Regions from separate parts of the Gossypium hirsutum genome. Here region 2 is linked to region 1. Evidence: chromatin contacts called from public Hi-C data. All regions are on one chromosome and are shown on one strand. The core of a region is the stretch at or near the end of the contact, and the rest is flanking DNA. Distances in the headings are between cores, read along the strand shown.

The links. A called contact is a pair of places that touch in the nucleus more often than the background predicts.
Region 2: a contact with region 1 is called in a Hi-C map of leaf, with 3 times the contacts expected there. The contact joins two enhancer-like sites. A contact is called at or near these places in 4 of 34 Hi-C or Micro-C datasets (fibers, hypocotyl and leaf).

What each region holds. Positions count from the first base shown.
Region 1 is chrA05:99,402,617-99,406,207 of Gossypium_hirsutum_v2.1, reverse strand. No RefSeq gene overlaps it. Among protein-coding and RNA genes, the nearest start is that of LOC121229771, 10 kb to the right of the region's middle. Within about 2 kb of position 1,432, at least 2 of the 9 cell types and tissues checked have an H3K27ac peak or open chromatin away from gene starts, as enhancers often do. A contact at or near this core is called in leaf, where this site is marked.
Region 2 is chrA05:99,444,956-99,448,257 of Gossypium_hirsutum_v2.1, reverse strand. No RefSeq gene overlaps it. Among protein-coding and RNA genes, the nearest start is that of LOC107959850, 14 kb to the left of the region's middle. Within about 2 kb of position 1,462, at least 3 of the 9 cell types and tissues checked have an H3K27ac peak or open chromatin away from gene starts, as enhancers often do. A contact at or near this core is called in leaf, where this site is marked.

The DNA.
Region 1 (3,591 bases), core at 183-2,682:
TGAGGCTTGCAGTAATACTCTCTATTGTCTTTGCCAGGGATGCCACTTGTTATTCCAAGGATTTTGTGTTAATTATAATGACATTTATCACTCCGGAGTTAGACTTTGGGGGAGATGTTGGAATGGTATAGTCACTTGATTGGACGTATTTCCCCTTAAATGATAAACGACGGGTTACACTTGATCCATGACAAGAGACTTCTTCTGAGTCATGAATTGGTAAAGAAGCATAGAAAAGTGGATTGTCATTGAGAATCAAAGAATTTTGGTTGAATGGCTCTAAAAAAACTTTCGTTTTTTGCCTAGTGCCATAGGGATGGACAAGGACACTGTTGCTTGATAGTGAAGGTGGACGAGCTACAAGATTAGTTTAAGTGAACTTGCTAATGATGATATTCTTTAAGGCTATTACAACTTTGAGCTTTGAATTTTCAATAGAAGGGATGAAAGGAAGAGACGGTCCCACTAGACATGCCAGAAATTTGTACACACAAATTTCAAGTCAAAAGTTGACTTGAAAATTCAGAGTCAAATTTTATTGATAACTTTGAAAGAAAGTTACAATCTTTGGAAATTTATTAAATACAAAGAAAAATATCATTTGATTCTTCTCTTCTGTTTGGCTTCAATCCATGGGTTGTCTAGACTTGGTCTTGGATATATGTGGATTGCTTCAAAAACAAGTGCTTCAAGTGTCGTGACAACTTGCTCTTGACACGAGTTAGGACCTCTTTTCTTTAGTTGATTTGGATGGAAAGGTGACTTTCTTTATAAACGACTCTTGGCTTCCTCTCCACGGTTGAATTTGATAAGAAGGCAACGTTCTTTAGAATTTCTTCAAGCTCTTTGGTTTCTTTAAAGAATTCTACAGAGATTTTTTGAGCTTTTTGAACTTGTGTCTCTCTATAGAATGGCTTGGGTGACCCCTATTTATAATGCCAATTATTTGAATTAAAAAAAGTTCTTGTAGATCTTAACTGCTCCATTTAATTGTTTTAAAGAGTTTAAATTCTTTTATTTATTATTTATATTTTATTAATTTAATTAATTAAAACTAAAATAACCATTTAATATTGTCACTTAATTATTTTATTTTAAATTAATAATAATATAAAATTTTAATAATTATATTTTAATTAAATTAATTAAAAAATATGATTTCATATATGATACAAATAATTATGACACAAACATTCTAATTGGTTCACAAAATTTCATAGTGTATAACCACATTGTAGTTTACTCTATACAGACGTGGCGATTCAAAAGTATATCTAAATTCACGTGGGTTGTTTACCTACAAATACAAACTTCCACGTGGTAAGGGTTTATTTGATACGGAAAAACCTAATCTCAGCCGTCCACCTGCTCCCCACATTTGTTTGAGACCTTACTAGAAATGCCTAGGTTCTTTCCATTTCCCATATTTATGACTTACCTTAATTTAATGCTGGTATACCTGAGAGATGCCTCGTTGCCTCCAATATTCTTGCCTATTGGACCACATCGGTTCATTCAATTGCTACTTCACAACTTAATGGGTCTAAACCCAAACTCAACAAAATAAGTTGGTTCACTCAATATATAAAAACTCAAAAGCTAGTTTAGCTCCCACCAAACATTTTTGGGTCTCAACTTAATAATTACTATTACATTGGGATTAATTTTGTTTGGTTTTATTCTCTAAATTTGGCAATTATTTTTATATTAAAGTTTGATATTTTTTTGTCTAAATTAATTTTTAAACTTGACAATTATTTCTACATTAAATTTAAATTTTTTTTTGTCTAAACTAGGCTATAATATTTCATTGAAAATTGTAAATTTCAATTGATTTTTTAATATTTATTTAATTAAACTGGTTGGATTAGTTGAATTGACAAACCCATGACTTGATTGGTTCGATTATTGGTTCAGCTCTAAAACTTTGGCTAGAATATTTCACCCCGACATATGCTAATAGTTGGATAATAAAATTTTGGTTTGATAAAAATATAAAAAAAATAAAATAAAAAATCAATTCAACCATCCAATTCTCAAGTCAACAAGTCAAATGGCTTTTCTCTGACCGATATCCTTATCGATTTCGGGCTAATCGGTTCAATTCAAATTTTTATGACTTTCTTTTATGATGTTTATAAGTTTATATCAATTTAATATATTTTTATATTTTCTATTATTTCTAAGAATTCTATTGCTTTGTTTTAAATTTTAAATATTTTAAATAAGTTTTATTAATTGTATAATTTTTTTTATAATTTTTATTATAAATTTTAATATTTTTCTCTTTTATGAAAAAATATTAAATTAAACTAGAAGTTGTTACGTGTCACCATCTAACAGGTTTGTCATTTTATTTTAGTGGTTAACGTAGTTAATGATGAAAATCGTTAATAGAAGGGTTTAATTGATTATTTTATTAGGAACTTAATTAAGTATGAATTTAATATAAAGGTTTAATTGATTTTTTGCATTTTCTTAAAAAAAATTAACATATAATTAATTAATTTTGAACTTTCCACTATTATGTGCAAAAAGATATTTTAGACTTCAACCATAAATTTTGACAGCATTTTTTAGCACACTGAAATAGTAATGGAAAACTTGCTCTCACTACATCAACTGCACAACAAAAACAAAGTATGGGCTAACATACCAAAAAATACAAGAAAGGAACATGGTAATAAAGAGCGAGGGTTACATAAGGACACAAGTTTGGACAATCTCATAGAGATCTAAAAATAGTAGGATTATGGAGTTTATTGTGAAGGAGGTTTCACAATATAAACTCAAATGTTGTCTTCTTTTTTTTATCTTGCAGATCACTTTATATCAATTTATAATTAGATTTAAATAAAAATATTTTTTTCTTATTAAATGATAAATTCGATTCTAACCAATTAATGATGCTTCCCCCAATAATTCAGCCTTTATTTATGAACTCAAATATTTGATGGGCCTATAAATTCAGATCATCCCCACGGCCCAATATTTTTGAACCATACTGAAAACCCATTCGAAAATGATAAACAAATCTACAACTTTCCTGAGGGAAATGTTTGGGTGTTTGACGTCAAATAGTACGAATTAATAACACAAATGATAAGAGTAAATAGTAGATGGTTAAAGGAGGTGATATCATCTACCTTAATACCTTAATATTGATTTTTATATTTATAATAGTCTAATTTTGCCAGGGCCCGAATTACAAACAAATAAAAAACTCAAATCAATTAACCTAAATAGAAATCAGATAAACAAAATCGAAAAATAAATAAAAAGTTCAAATCTATTCACAAACCAATCCAAGTTTACAAGCCCAAATGACCTAAACAAAAAACCTAAAGGCTCAAAATACAATCTAATCCAATACACTACCCAAATTACAAGCCCAATGACCCAAAAACTTAAACTAGTTTTAGAAAAGCCAGAAACCTTAGGGTTTCTGGCGCTGCACCCCCTTTTCAAATGCACCCCACCCGAGGCTCTTTGTACGGAGGCCTGACGCGTCTACCACCGTTGCACCAGAATGGAAAAAGGTGCCCCTTCTTCCTCTTTGTTGATCGCGCATCGTCGCCTGCAAAGAAAAAG
Region 2 (3,302 bases), core at 213-2,712, 42 kb before region 1:
GGTTTATACCTCACTCCGCAAAGTCTTCAATACCTTACCAATTAAGAAAAGTTACATTAATTGATTTCAAGCATCCATTTATACACAACTTATATACCTTCAAGCTATCCAAGATAACTTCAAAAGTTTAAAAGTTCATAAATCTAAAAGTTGTTTGAAAAGAAGCTTTTGAAGATTAGAAGTTTTTTTCGACATCTCAAGAAATATGTGAAGAAATTAAACAACTCAAAAACAAAACAAAAAAAAAAATTGAAGAACATAATTCAATTCTCAAGAAAACTGCTTATCGATCTTATTTAACTAATATAGAACAGGCTCAATCCATTTTCAAGATCAAATCTAGAATGTCCTTGAAGTCAAAATTATCTATACAAAATTAAGTCTCGAGGACCTTTAGATCAAACATCTCCCTAATTTGTGCATCAACGCAAGAAAGATAAAACTCATTATTTAAGATCAAGTCTAAAAGTCCTTTAAAGTAGAATTATCATCCAATATTAAGTCTCGAAGACGCTTGGATTCAAACTTATTTTCTCAAGTCTCACGACTCTTGAAGTGGGCTTCATTAATTCAATATCAAATTTCAAAGACAAATACACCAAATCAAATTAAATTCTCAAGCAAACGTCTCACTAAATCTATTTTCAAGATCAAGTTTCAATAATCCTTAAAATAGACTAAATCTATCCAAAATTAAGTCTAAACAACCTTTAGATCAAAACTCCACTAAAGAAAAAAAAATTCTTTATACTGATTCTAAAAATTGCAACTAATTTTCATAAATAAAGTTACTTTTATTTGCTTATTTTTTATATCTTATTTTTAACTTGAAATTTGTATATAATAATACTAAAAACTAAATAAAAAATATACTTTCAAAATATAAAAAAAAATACATATGAAAGGCTTAAATAAGCATAAGTTCAGGGATGTAGTTAGGGACCATACGGTCTTCTTAAAATGAAAAATTTTTTATTTAAATTATTTAAAATTTTTAAAATTTTAAATTAGTAAAAGTAAAATTACTCTTTATCATTTAAAAATAATAAAAAATTAATTAAAGTCTTTTAAAAATTATAAATATACGAACTATTAAAATAATAAAATTACATTTTTATTATTATAAAAATTATAATTTAATTTAGTCCCTAAAAAGTATTTTAACTTCGTCCCTACTTAAGTTATTAATTTATAAATATATGTAAAACTGATCCTGATTTTTGCTATTAAAGTGTTAAATAAGGCTAAATTTGTTGACCCAGTGATGTCGTAATCTTATCAAAGACATATTGAAATTATTAAGAGTTAGGTCATCCATAACTTTTGCGAAAAATATTGCTTCATTTCCACTATAAAGAAAAAAAAATAGCTTTCATGTGCATTGTCTATTTCCATTCTTTCCCCATGATGGTCAACGGAAGATGGAAATTATTAACTCTCTCGACCCCACCAATACAGTGATCACTACACAAAAACTAGAAAATTCGACTGTCTACATGAAGATTTTCAATGCACTAATCATGTTGATATATGTATGTTTACATGCATGAATGTCCATGCATGAGTATATTTCTTTCGGTACTGTCGACATTGAAGGGGACTTGTTTGATGATGTACATCATGCATATGCATGTCTTCAATCTTGTCCGTACATATTGCTTATCTTAGTTTTCATGCATGAAGTATCAGATTTAAATTAATAAATATATAATAAATGTATTTTAACAATTTTATTATAAGTTTTGATTATATATACTCTTTTTAACACAATAATTAGAATTACTCATAACATTTTCCCAACTTATAAATAAAAGTATTATGCGCTTTAACGCATTCGAACTTAAATTCTCTTATATTGACAACAAATATATATAATATTTTTTTAAAAAGAATTAAGGGTAGAGATTCTCTTCAAATCAAATCTAATATTCAAGCTAATTGAAAAATTAAACACAAAGTCTTTATCATTTTATTTATAATCTAGTTCACATAATATTAATTAAATTCAATTTAATTTAAGTATGGTAAAACCTGAACTATTTAATATTCAATTTGATCTAAGTATGGTAAAACCTGAACTATTTAATGGATTATGAATTATTTCAGTTTGAATGAAATGAGTTTTCATATTTTTAAAAGTAAATATGAAGTAAGATAAATGATTTTTTTTAGAGAATAAGTATTGAAAAGTTATAATAATTGCCTACCCATCCCCTTATATAAAATTAGCACAAAATTAGCACTTAACTTTCTATATAAAACTATTAAAATAATAAATTATAGAAAAATCATGGATTCTTTTCCCTTTCACTCCTTAACCGTATTGAATATATTAAAAATAATTAGAAAAAAAAATGAATCGAACATTCATAAAAATAATAATGTTGAATCACCCACAATAAAACAAGACATACCAACTATAAAAATAGCAATAAATTTGACAAAATCCGTCCCGCTATGCTTCATCCACGTTTCTAGTCATGGAATTTGGACTTGGACAAAACAAGAAGTTCCCAACTTAGGCCAGGCCCGTCGATTTAGGCCAGCCTAGCTACAACAACGATGTGAAAAGACATAAATGATAAGGCGGCAACTTTATAATAAATCGGAGATTTGGGATCTGTATGCAGATGCATGACTCAAAGTACCATTCTTACTGACATCAAAGCATTGCCTTTATTACAAAACATAATAATAATGTAGGGCAGGTTTAATACCTAGAGGGGGGCAACACTTGTCTTGAACGTGTTTAGTGTCCAAGTTCCACTCTCCCTTTCCCCTCAAACCTCTAGGTAGCTCTTAACTAAGCCCTTGACACCAACCAATGTATATTAATTCAACTTTTTAATTTTTTTAGAATTATGATAAATTTTAAATAATATATATGTTGAAGATTTTTCAAAAATTATAATTAAATTAATATAATATGTAAAATTTGAGGGCTTAATTTATTATACAAAATTTTAAATTATCACCTTACCTTTTTGTTAAATATTTAATGACACTTAATGGAAATAAAGAAAAAAAAACCTGACATTTTAAAATTTGGGTGATGAAAAAAGGGTTAAGATATACAAAGGCACTTGAATTTGACAACTTATATCTAATTGGTACCTAGACTATTTTTGGACCTACTTGACATGGTGTTGACAAATAATAGCATGGTGAAATATGGTAGTTTTACATTTTGACACGTGTTAATTATTTTAATAATTTTTTATTTTTTTGCCAAGTGTCAAAAAATATAAGGCGGTTACATTTCACTATGCTATTGGTCGTCAACACTATGTCAACATATTTTA